2 separate regions of the Sus scrofa genome follow, and region 2 is linked to region 1. The links are chromatin contacts, called in public Hi-C maps. All regions are on one chromosome and are shown on one strand. The core of a region is the stretch at or near the end of the contact, and the rest is flanking DNA. Distances in the headings are between cores, read along the strand shown.

What was found. A called contact is a pair of places that touch in the nucleus more often than the background predicts.
Region 2: a Hi-C map of embryonic fibroblasts shows a contact between it and region 1, with 1.7 times the contacts expected there. The contact joins the enhancer-like site here to the promoter of SAV1 in region 1. A contact is called at or near these places in 1 of 5 promoter capture datasets (liver), 5 of 47 Hi-C or Micro-C datasets (embryonic fibroblasts, fetal heart ventricle and fibroblasts) and 2 of 2 datasets of contacts at active chromatin or transcription factors (alveolar macrophages and skeletal muscle).

The regions. Positions count from the first base shown.
Region 1 is chr1:180,432,637-180,437,279 of Sscrofa11.1, forward strand. SAV1 (protein salvador homolog 1) reads right to left here and starts at 1,822. Exons shown (of 5, transcript XM_001927720.7): 1 at 1,338-1,822. The coding sequence starts at 1,431.
Region 2 is chr1:180,533,151-180,537,940 of Sscrofa11.1, forward strand. It overlaps NIN (ninein), which reads right to left. Exons shown (of 34, transcript XR_002346861.1): 9 at 4,643-4,682; 10 at 2,946-3,136. Among named protein-coding and RNA genes, the nearest start is that of NIN, 86 kb to the right of the region's middle. Within about 2 kb of position 1,556, at least 4 of the 83 cell types and tissues checked have an H3K27ac peak or open chromatin away from gene starts, as enhancers often do. A contact at or near this core is called in embryonic fibroblasts, where this site is marked.

The DNA of each region.
Region 1 (4,643 bases), core at 572-3,071:
AGAAGCTAACTCTAGACAAAAATTAATATCAGAATAAACAAGGCTCAACATTTGATAAAACCAAAATATAAAATACTCTATCAAGTTATTTACTTAAAAGGCAAATATATCTCATTATTTCAAGTAATGTTCAATAAACTTTATTTGCAGCAAACTGCATGTTATCATTAACTCAACCAAAATACTAATATGTAACTGAAAAACTGATTAAAAAAAAAAGGTTTAAAAATCAAGTTTCACGTTACTGATGTACCCATCTAATATGCTCTGTTTTATAAGAAAGCACTGCAAACACATGGATAAATCTGCAAGTCTGATGTGGTTATAACGGAAAAACATGCTCTCCACCCCTTTCTGTGTGATCTTGGGCAAGTATTACTAGGAATCTCTATGAAAAGCTTTCTCAATTACAATATGAGGTAATGCTTAAGTCACAAGGTTAGGAGCCTCCCAGAAGAAAACTTACACAAAGGGCTCAGCCTGTAGAATGAGCACCAACAAATTAGCTCCTTACCTCACAGATGTTCTGAACACACGAAAATTAAAAATTCAATAGATTCAGCTGGAAAATTAGAATCAAATACTTAAAGTGAAGAGAAGAAAAGTGCCAGGGTAGGGTGGGAGAAAAATGCATTCTATTAGAGTTAAAAAAAAAAAAAGTTTTTGGTAACTTCCTGTAAAATATGAAATTATTTTGAGTACTTTGCCTTTTTGATTCTCGGCGGCGGGGGAGCTGGTATTTGAAGCAATTCTCACGAACACAGCCAAATACATATTTTGGCTCCTCTTCGCTAAGATCTACGATTGATGAGGCTTTAGGTAGCGGCTACAATAGCAATGATCACCTTTCATCTCCTTAAGTCTGCACCCAACAGCTGGGCTAAGGAATTCTACCCGAGAGTTCGCCCAATTTGCAGAACGGGCTAGTGACATCCGCAATGTTTGCAAACATACAGCAAATCTCGACGTAACTAGAAGAAAAAGTGTGCCCCAGTCTAATCACTTTAATTCCTATAAGCCCAGGGGATAAGCAATTTAAGTGTTTCCCAAAGAGCCTCTTTCTTCCAGTTAATCAAAACCAACAACACTGACGAAAGTAGACAGAGAAGTCTGTGGTTATTTGGGGGGGAGGGGGTCGGAGGTGGACGAATATAAGTTTCTTACTCTTCATCAGCTTTCATACAACCAACACCACTTTAAGCACAAGAAAATTTTAAAAACGAGTATTTCACAGATACCAAGGAGGAAAAGAAGCCGCGGAGAGAGGCGGCAGGCACTCTGCCCGGGTCCCCGTGGGCACCCCGGCCAGGTGTGGGCGCGCCCCGCCCGACACTCACTCCGCAGCAGAGGCGACGTCTCCTTCTTCACGTACTTCCCCTGCACCTCGGCCGGCTTGGACACTTCATTTTTGGTTTTCTTTCGGGACAGCATCCTTGTCCACAAGGCCTCAGGCCACGCCAAGAAGCCTCCCTAAGGCTCCGCGCCCGGCGCCGGGATTCCCCGCCGCCACCTCCGTCGGCGCCGCCGCCTCCTTCCCTCCGGAGCAGCCGCCGTCGCCTCCGCCTCCTCCTCCTCCTCCTCCTCCTCTCTGCAGCCCCGGGTCGCCCACAGGTACTGCCGCATGTTCGGGGCGCTACGCGCGCCGACCGCCGCTCAGTCGCTTCTCAGTTCCTTCCCGGAAGTCTGCCCGCTCCCCGACGCTGCCCGAGTACTCCGAGAGGAGAGGCCAGGGACGCCCGGCCAGGGCCATGGTCCGCCGCGGGCCGCCTAGTAACCGCTACGGCTGCTGCCGCCGCCGCCGCCGCCGCCGCCTACGTCCTGTAAACTTTCCCCGCGGCCGCTGGGAATTCTGGGAAACTCGACGCGGCGCGAGCGCCGCTGCCCTACCCCCACTCCAGCTCCTGGGAGCGGTGGCGCTACAGAACCGCTGGCCGAACTCTCCGCTAGCGGGCCGGCCCTGTAGCTGCAGCCACCTTCACTTCCCCCTCGGCGAGAAGCGGGTACCTCGGGCACTAGAGGTCTGAGGACAAAGCCTGCCAGACTGAGCGCCGGAGGCCGTGGCGCGCTCCTGCAACGGAGCCCCTTTTTACCCACAGATTTTTCTTCCCGGACCCTGAGGGAGCGGGTGGCGCGGGACAGCCGCATTCCTGTCCTCCTCCACGGCAGAGGACGCCCCTCTTAGAGTTTTTTGGGCTGGTGAATTCAGGTCCGTGTTCACACAGAACGCCAGTAGAGTTGAAGGGACACCACCCTTAGCTTAGCGCCGCACCAAAAAATAATCTAGATCCCTGATTTTGCGAAAGCATTAGGCCGTCCAACACTAATTAAACAGATATGAATCTGTCTCCTGAGTGCCAGGGAGTGCATCTTTCTGATGAGAAAACGGAGGAAAAAGCCAAATGTGATTTCTACTGTTTCCTATTTAAGACAATTTTGATGTTAGCATAATTTAATTATGACTGTCCTTACTTCCTAGCCACATTATTTCTTCTTAGAGTTGTCATGGAAATAACAATTATTCTACAATACGAGTAGAGAATAGTTTTCTTTGAGCCAAACTGAGAACTATAAACCCAGAAGACAGCTTCTCAGATAACTCTGGGAAGGTGCTCCAGAGAAAATGATTTTCTTAGTTTTGTAGCTTGATGTAATGAAGAACATTAAACCAGTCAGGAATATATTCCTTCAAGGTTTCAAAAAAAAAAAAAAAAATCAGCTAGGAACACAGGAGTCAGTATGGCCTTGGCACTTGGGAAGTGAGGCTTACCATTGAAGGTATACCAACACTGGCAGTTCCCAGAAAGTTACTTTTTTTTTTCTCTAAATGTTGTAGTTGTTGCTGTTCCCTTGTTCTTGCCCAAGTGTTGCTGAGTTGCCTGATTGATGTCGTTTGGTTGAGCCTCTGAAACGTACATGGCCAGATTTATGTCCTGCTCTGTAGCTCAAAAACAAGCCGTAACCCTTCAGCATCATTGGTGTCTAGCGTTGGACGCTTGGTTGGAGGCTTTGCAAGTGTTGCATCTATCTCATATTCAGAAATCCTGGACAGTTGTTCCTTTGTTGATTTATAATCACTGAAAGTGAATCAGCTTTTTGTTTCCTTGTGTTAACTTTACAACGATTAGGAAAATTTACAGGGGCTAACATCTCGTTCCCTAGAAGCCTAAGAGCCTTAATGTACGGAAATATTCCTTGGCCATGTAGATCAATCAAGTATTTCTCAGCGTCAACAAATCGTGTAATCTCACTTTCAACACGGGGGGAAATGCAGCATGAAGAGTCCATCCTCTATGAATGATTTAATGGTAATGTAGGGAGTCATCTCGGCAAAGGTTGCAATCAACTTTGGCCGATAAACGCTTCTCCCGTTGGGCCAACTGTTAGGTGGTCTGCCAGCTCAAATAGCTTCTTGAGTGTGATGATATCTAGCCGCCTACCCAGTAATCACGCAGAGGCCTCCCTCAGTTGGAGGTTGGTATGGAGATCCACCACCGGTGCGGTGACCCCAGGGCAAACGGTCGCAAACATGGCGTTAAACCGCTTCTTTTGTTTCAAAGGATTCTACTGCGGTAGACGAGAGCAAGTGCACATTTAACAAATTTTATCATGAAGATCGTATGTTAGACTGATCCCTGCAAGAATCCACGGTGCCTCGTTTCCTTCTACATTGGAAATGCCTCTACCTTGAGTGATCACCTCCTTAACATCAGGTATGATGTCATACGCTGCGGAAACACAGCCAGAAGCATAGTGAATAACAATGGATTATTGTTGCCTCCCAGCGTCCAGTGTAGAGTGCGGGTTGGATTGGCCACGGAAGTTGCTGCTGCTGCTGCTAACATTTGGTCAGGGGGCGGCGGCTGGGTATTGAGTCCACCAAGCTCTAGCGTTAGAGCCATTGTGTCAAAATTAGTTACTTCTAACATGGACATTCTTTACTTCTGGTCAGTGAGCCCTTTTCTTTAATAGTTAAAGCAGATGTACAATGTGTGTTTCATAGGCCACAAACAGGCTACTTTAGCATAAAATTCAAGTTAACTCATGTATAATCTAAAATGACTTTCTTATATCTCAATATGTGAACATTTCTTTCATCAGAGTTAACTATTCCAGTCAGATTTTTTTGAGAATTTTGAGCACTAAAGGTCAAGACCTCGGATTTTGAATCTAAAATAGACTTTATTTTCTTTTATATAACTTAGCAGAGGTGCAAAGTGTACAGAATAACATTTAGAAAATAAGATGAGATCCACCCTGTAGTGGCCAAATTAAGGCTTTGACAATGGAAAGTGCTATAGGAAATACCTTACGAGAAATGTAAACAATTAACAAAAGGCAAGGAATTTTTTTCTATACAAAGTTAAGACGGTCAATTTTTTTTTGCCATGAACAAATAAGACATTTTGTCAAAGTTCTTGTCTCCATTGCTGCTTACTGTTATGGTCCCTTGGCACAGGTCTCCCATAACTCTGTCAATGATCAACAAATATTTATTGAGCACTCACTATGCTAGGTACTGTTCTAGATGCTTGGGATATAGCAATAAGCAAAGAATCCCTACTCTCATGGGAAAGAGAGACAATAAAGAAAAATAAACATACTACAATATATAGTGATAAGTGCTAGGTGAAAATAAAACAAGA
Region 2 (4,790 bases), core at 306-2,805, 100 kb after region 1:
CTAAAGAGTAGAAATCTTTGGAAGAAGCAACTATTCCTAATAGAGAATCATATGGTGAAACAGATGGAAAGGTATTTTGGGCAAAACTCTGAGGTTGCCAAGCTTCCTTAGCTTCTCTGTCTTATTCCTATCAACCAAAAGAACATTTTCTTAGAGGTCTAGGCTTTCAGGACTGTCAAACTAGAAGCCACAGTAAAGTTCAGTGCTGACTGAAGTTAACCGGCACATTTTAGCTCTAACCTGAGCTCCACACTGGCTGGCCTTGGGATCTTGACCAAATCAAAGCATAGCTTCCTGACTGCCTAAAATCCCATCACCTGACCTGTTCAAAGTGATGTAGCAAGTGAGTCCTGCCAATCACTGTACTTGGGAGAGTGGGCAAGAGGTGAATAAAAGCGGGTGGGTTCAGAAGAGGGTGGGCAGGCTGGGCTGGGCTTGAAGGCATGCAGGTCAAATGGACACCTGGAGAACCCCTGCCACCTGTGCGGAGCTGAATCTAGAACCCTGAGGACATTCTTACTCCCCATGACCAGCCAGGTCTTTGGATGGTTGATCTCCCAGTGTTTAATTTGGGAATAAGGATCACAAACCCAAATACCCAGAGGGGCCAGGAGGGTGATATAAATGAATGAGGCAAGATGGTCTTGAGACATTCGAAAGTCATGCCATTTAAAGCAGTGAACTGAAGGACTTCTCTTATAGCTCAGCAGGTTAAGGATCCAGTGTTGTCACTGCAGCAGCTTGGGCCACTGCTGTGGAGCAGGTTCGGTTCTTGGCCTGAGAAGTTCCACATGCCATGGGCGTGGCCAAAAAAAGTAATACATAAAGCAGTGAACTGAAAACATGAGGGCATGCCCTGTCCAAAGGGGCTAGCTGCTTCTCACTGCCAGCAAAATGGAGCCAGATGTTATATTTTTTTCGTTTTTATTTTTGTCTTTTTAGGGCCACACCTGCACCATAGGGAAGTTCCCAGGCTAGGGGTAGAATCACAGCTGCAGCTGCTGGCCTATGCCACAGCCACAGCAATGCCAGATCTGAGCCTCGTCTACAACCTACACCACAGCTCATGGCCATGCTGGATCCTTAACCCACTGGGCGAGGCCAGGAATCAAACCCACACCCTCATGGACAGTAGTTGTGTTCATTACCACTGAGCCCCAATGGGAACTCCCCAGATCTTCTGATTTTTAGAAAAATCTCCCAATTTTAAAAAGCATAGCAAGTTCGATTTTTCAACACTGGGAAGGCCAAATAGGCTTCAGGTCTTATTTGGCATCTGGGAAGATAGTTTGCCATCCCTGCCCTGCAGCTGTCCTTGCTACCAGAAGGCAGGGAACTAGCTTCAGTCATAAGACAGTGAATCTAGTTTCCCTTCATGATTATGGCAACAAGCAGCAGTGGTCTCACTTTATTTATAAAATGAGGGGTGACTAAATCTAAAATTGCTTTCAGTTGTAAAATTCTAGGATTCCAAATTGTATGCTGATGAGATCATCTTGAACTTTCAGCCTCCCTGTGGTCTAGAGCTAGTAATACAAAGTACTACAGTATTTCATGACTTTGGTGGGGAAGGAAACACCATGTAAAAGCCATGTTCAACAAGCAATCCTTTACTCATCCCCTCAGATCAGAGGAAAAGAATTTATGCCACTTCTTTTCCCAGGTTGTGGAAACTCCACCACTGGAGAAAATCCATCTCCCTGCAAATGGCTTCAGTTTACTCCAAGAGTTGTTCTTAGATAAATAATCCCAGTTTGTGCAACATTTCTTGACAAAAACAACCCAAGGTTCTGCATACTGCACTGGTTTATAATTTAGGAGGATGAATTTAATTTTATGACTCAACAGCCACCACTGAAAAATAAATGACCACTGAGCCACTAAAAGGTAGTTAGGGGGTGTGTGACGGTCACATATTCAACAAAGAAGGGGGAAAGAACTTTTCTGCAAGCTAGGCTACTTGGAAGCTTTTGATAATAAATCTCTCTCTGGTTTAGGAAAATATCATCTGAGCAAGCATATAATATGGTTTAAAATATTATATTCCAAGATTCCCAAAACCATAACTGCAGCCCTAACCTCTGAATCTCTCCAATCCTAATTTTCAGCTCTTTGAAAGACATATCTTGGAATTTTTATGTTGTTATGTTTCATGGCTGTTCATGCACCCAGTCCTACCACCCCTCTTATTTTTCAGACAAGATCGGGCGTGTTCAGGGGTGGTATGGCCATAGATCCTCTTATTTTTCACATAACACAAAGCTCAGAATTTTACCAAGCAAGAGTCTTTTGGGAGCTCCTTTGGGACTCTTTTGTTGTGCATTTTCAAAACCACTAACCTACTCTTTTCCATCCCCTCATAGGCAGATTATTATAATGGATCCTGGCTGGTCTCCTAATCTAAGGTGCCCTTTACACCAATATACCCCATAAAAGAGGTTCAGACTACCACGGCAATTCAGTTTTTCCTGTATATTGCTTAATCTGCTCAGGGGTGATACTGAGATCTTCTCTCCAAGAAACTACACTTATCAGCCTGGCCTTCAAAGTATTCCCCCAACTCAAATCTCCCGAACTCCCCAACTAATTCTTCCTTTCCACCGTTCCCACACTTTCTCTGTGAACACCACACTACACCATATTGACATCATGGCTACAATGAGCTGTGTCTGAGAACACTGTAGGGTAATAATGTGCTTAGCACAGCGAGGAGCACATAGTATGGGTTCAGTGTCAGCTATTGTCAGTTTTTCTTTTCCACAACACAACTTAGCTCCCCGTAGACAGAATCTTCACGGCCAGCTTGCCAGGAAAAAAAAAAAAAGAGAGAACAGAGTCTCTGTAATGTGCTGCAGGAAACCAAAAATATGGCTGTTCTGGCCTGTGGCCAATTTAGCCTTTATCATGATTATTATTTCTGAATAAAAATATGATGCAAGGCTTACCTCTCCATCGACATTCTGTAAACCATACTGCTCGCAGATGGAGACCAGCTTCTTTCGGTTCAGGTGACCATCACGGGTAATCCCCAAATCTTCACAAACCTCCTGTAGTTTCTCTTCTATCCAGTCTTGAGGAGGGGAAGACCCACTTTTTGAGGCATTTAAATCATCTGGGTTCCAAAATCTTAACTGACCTGAAATAAAAGCATACATGGTTTTATCCCAAAAGGAATTTCAAAGAGAGTGAGTGAGTGGGTTCAAATGAAGGGAACCACTGGTTCTTAGGTGCAACTGGGGCCAACCGGCAGTTTTTTGTTCACTGGCAGTCGTACCCATGTAAGAAATATCTCCTGTGCAGTCATGCCAAGGTTCTAAGGCTGTTTTATTCCAAAGGAAAACATGCACTGGCTTAAGCTTTGGTGTGATCAGAAGAGAGGGCTGGCTGAGAGCCATTCTAAAGAGCTCTATATGCCCTATCTCAACTATAGCTACCAGACTTTATTATTTCCACTTTCTTTCCAGTCTAAGCACTAGAACTGCTTTGCTGAGCAAGAAATAATATCATAATTATAAAATCTCAAGATTAGCCCAAATCTTTACACATATAAATATTCTGACCTATAAGCAACCTAACTTGGAAGAATAAATGGTTGCAAGGGCAAGTTATTATGATATATTATGGATAAGTTCTACTGGAAGATTTAAGGATCAAACTACTTATTAAAAAATAAAAATGTATTTATCCTCTACTAAAAGTTCTCACTTCTAGTTACAATTTCTATTCCATATTAGAGGTTCTGTAGAGTCATTACACCTGAGCTCATTACTGGCATGATTTTGTGTTCCTGGAAGAACCTTACAGGGCTAAGAGCATTAAGTGCTATCCCTACTATTTATCAAAGAAATGAAGCCCGTTACTGCTCCGTCTAGTCTGGAGACCTAGAGAACCTGTAATTACAATCAAGTACAGTTAACCCAGGGTAGGCTGTGAAGCGGCTGGGATTCCATCAACTGAACCACAGTGCCATCTGCTGGCCAGAAGGCCAATGTGGTTTTTTTTGTTTGTTTTAGTTTTAGTCTTTCTGCCTTTTCTGGGGCCACTCCCTCTGCATATGGAGGTTCCCAGGCTAGGGGTCTAATCGGAGCTATAGCCGCCAGCCTACGCCAGAGCCACAGCAATGCGGGATCTGAGGCGTGTCTGTGACCTACACCACAGCTCACAGCAATGTCAGATCCTTAACCCACTGAGCAAGGGCAGGGATCAAACCCACAACCTCATGGTTCCTAGTCAGATTTGTTAACCACTGAGCTACGACGGGAACTCTCAGGTCAATTTGTTTTGATGCTTCTTAGATACATCTGAAACTTGTCAAAGGATGTATTTTAATAGGTGATTATTTAGCTTAGGACTATTCATAGATTACTGTGAGAGCCTATGTATGAGAATAATTAACCCTCAAGTGAAATTCTACATTTTAGTTGCCATATCTTGCATGATGTTAAACGTATTTAAAAACTATGAGCTATCAACTGGAAATGAGTATTTTTTTGCTGTTCTTCAGGTTACATCTTAGCTGGCCTCCAGCAGGCCAGGATGTTAGGAAGAAGGCTAAGGGATGCAGGAAGCGGAGTGTGGAGAGCGCCCCATGAGTGGCAGCCCCATCCTTCCCGAGCAGTTCTGACACACACTCAGTGCCCACCTTCTGCTTCATACTCTTCGCTGCGCTGCGTCTTCCAGTGCTAGAGAAGGCAAGAGAAGATAATTAGTGTGCTTTAGAACGAATTCCATTCTTCCAAGACTAGGTCACTCTGGCTCTGAAATCGTCATCTGAGTGAGTCACATGATTC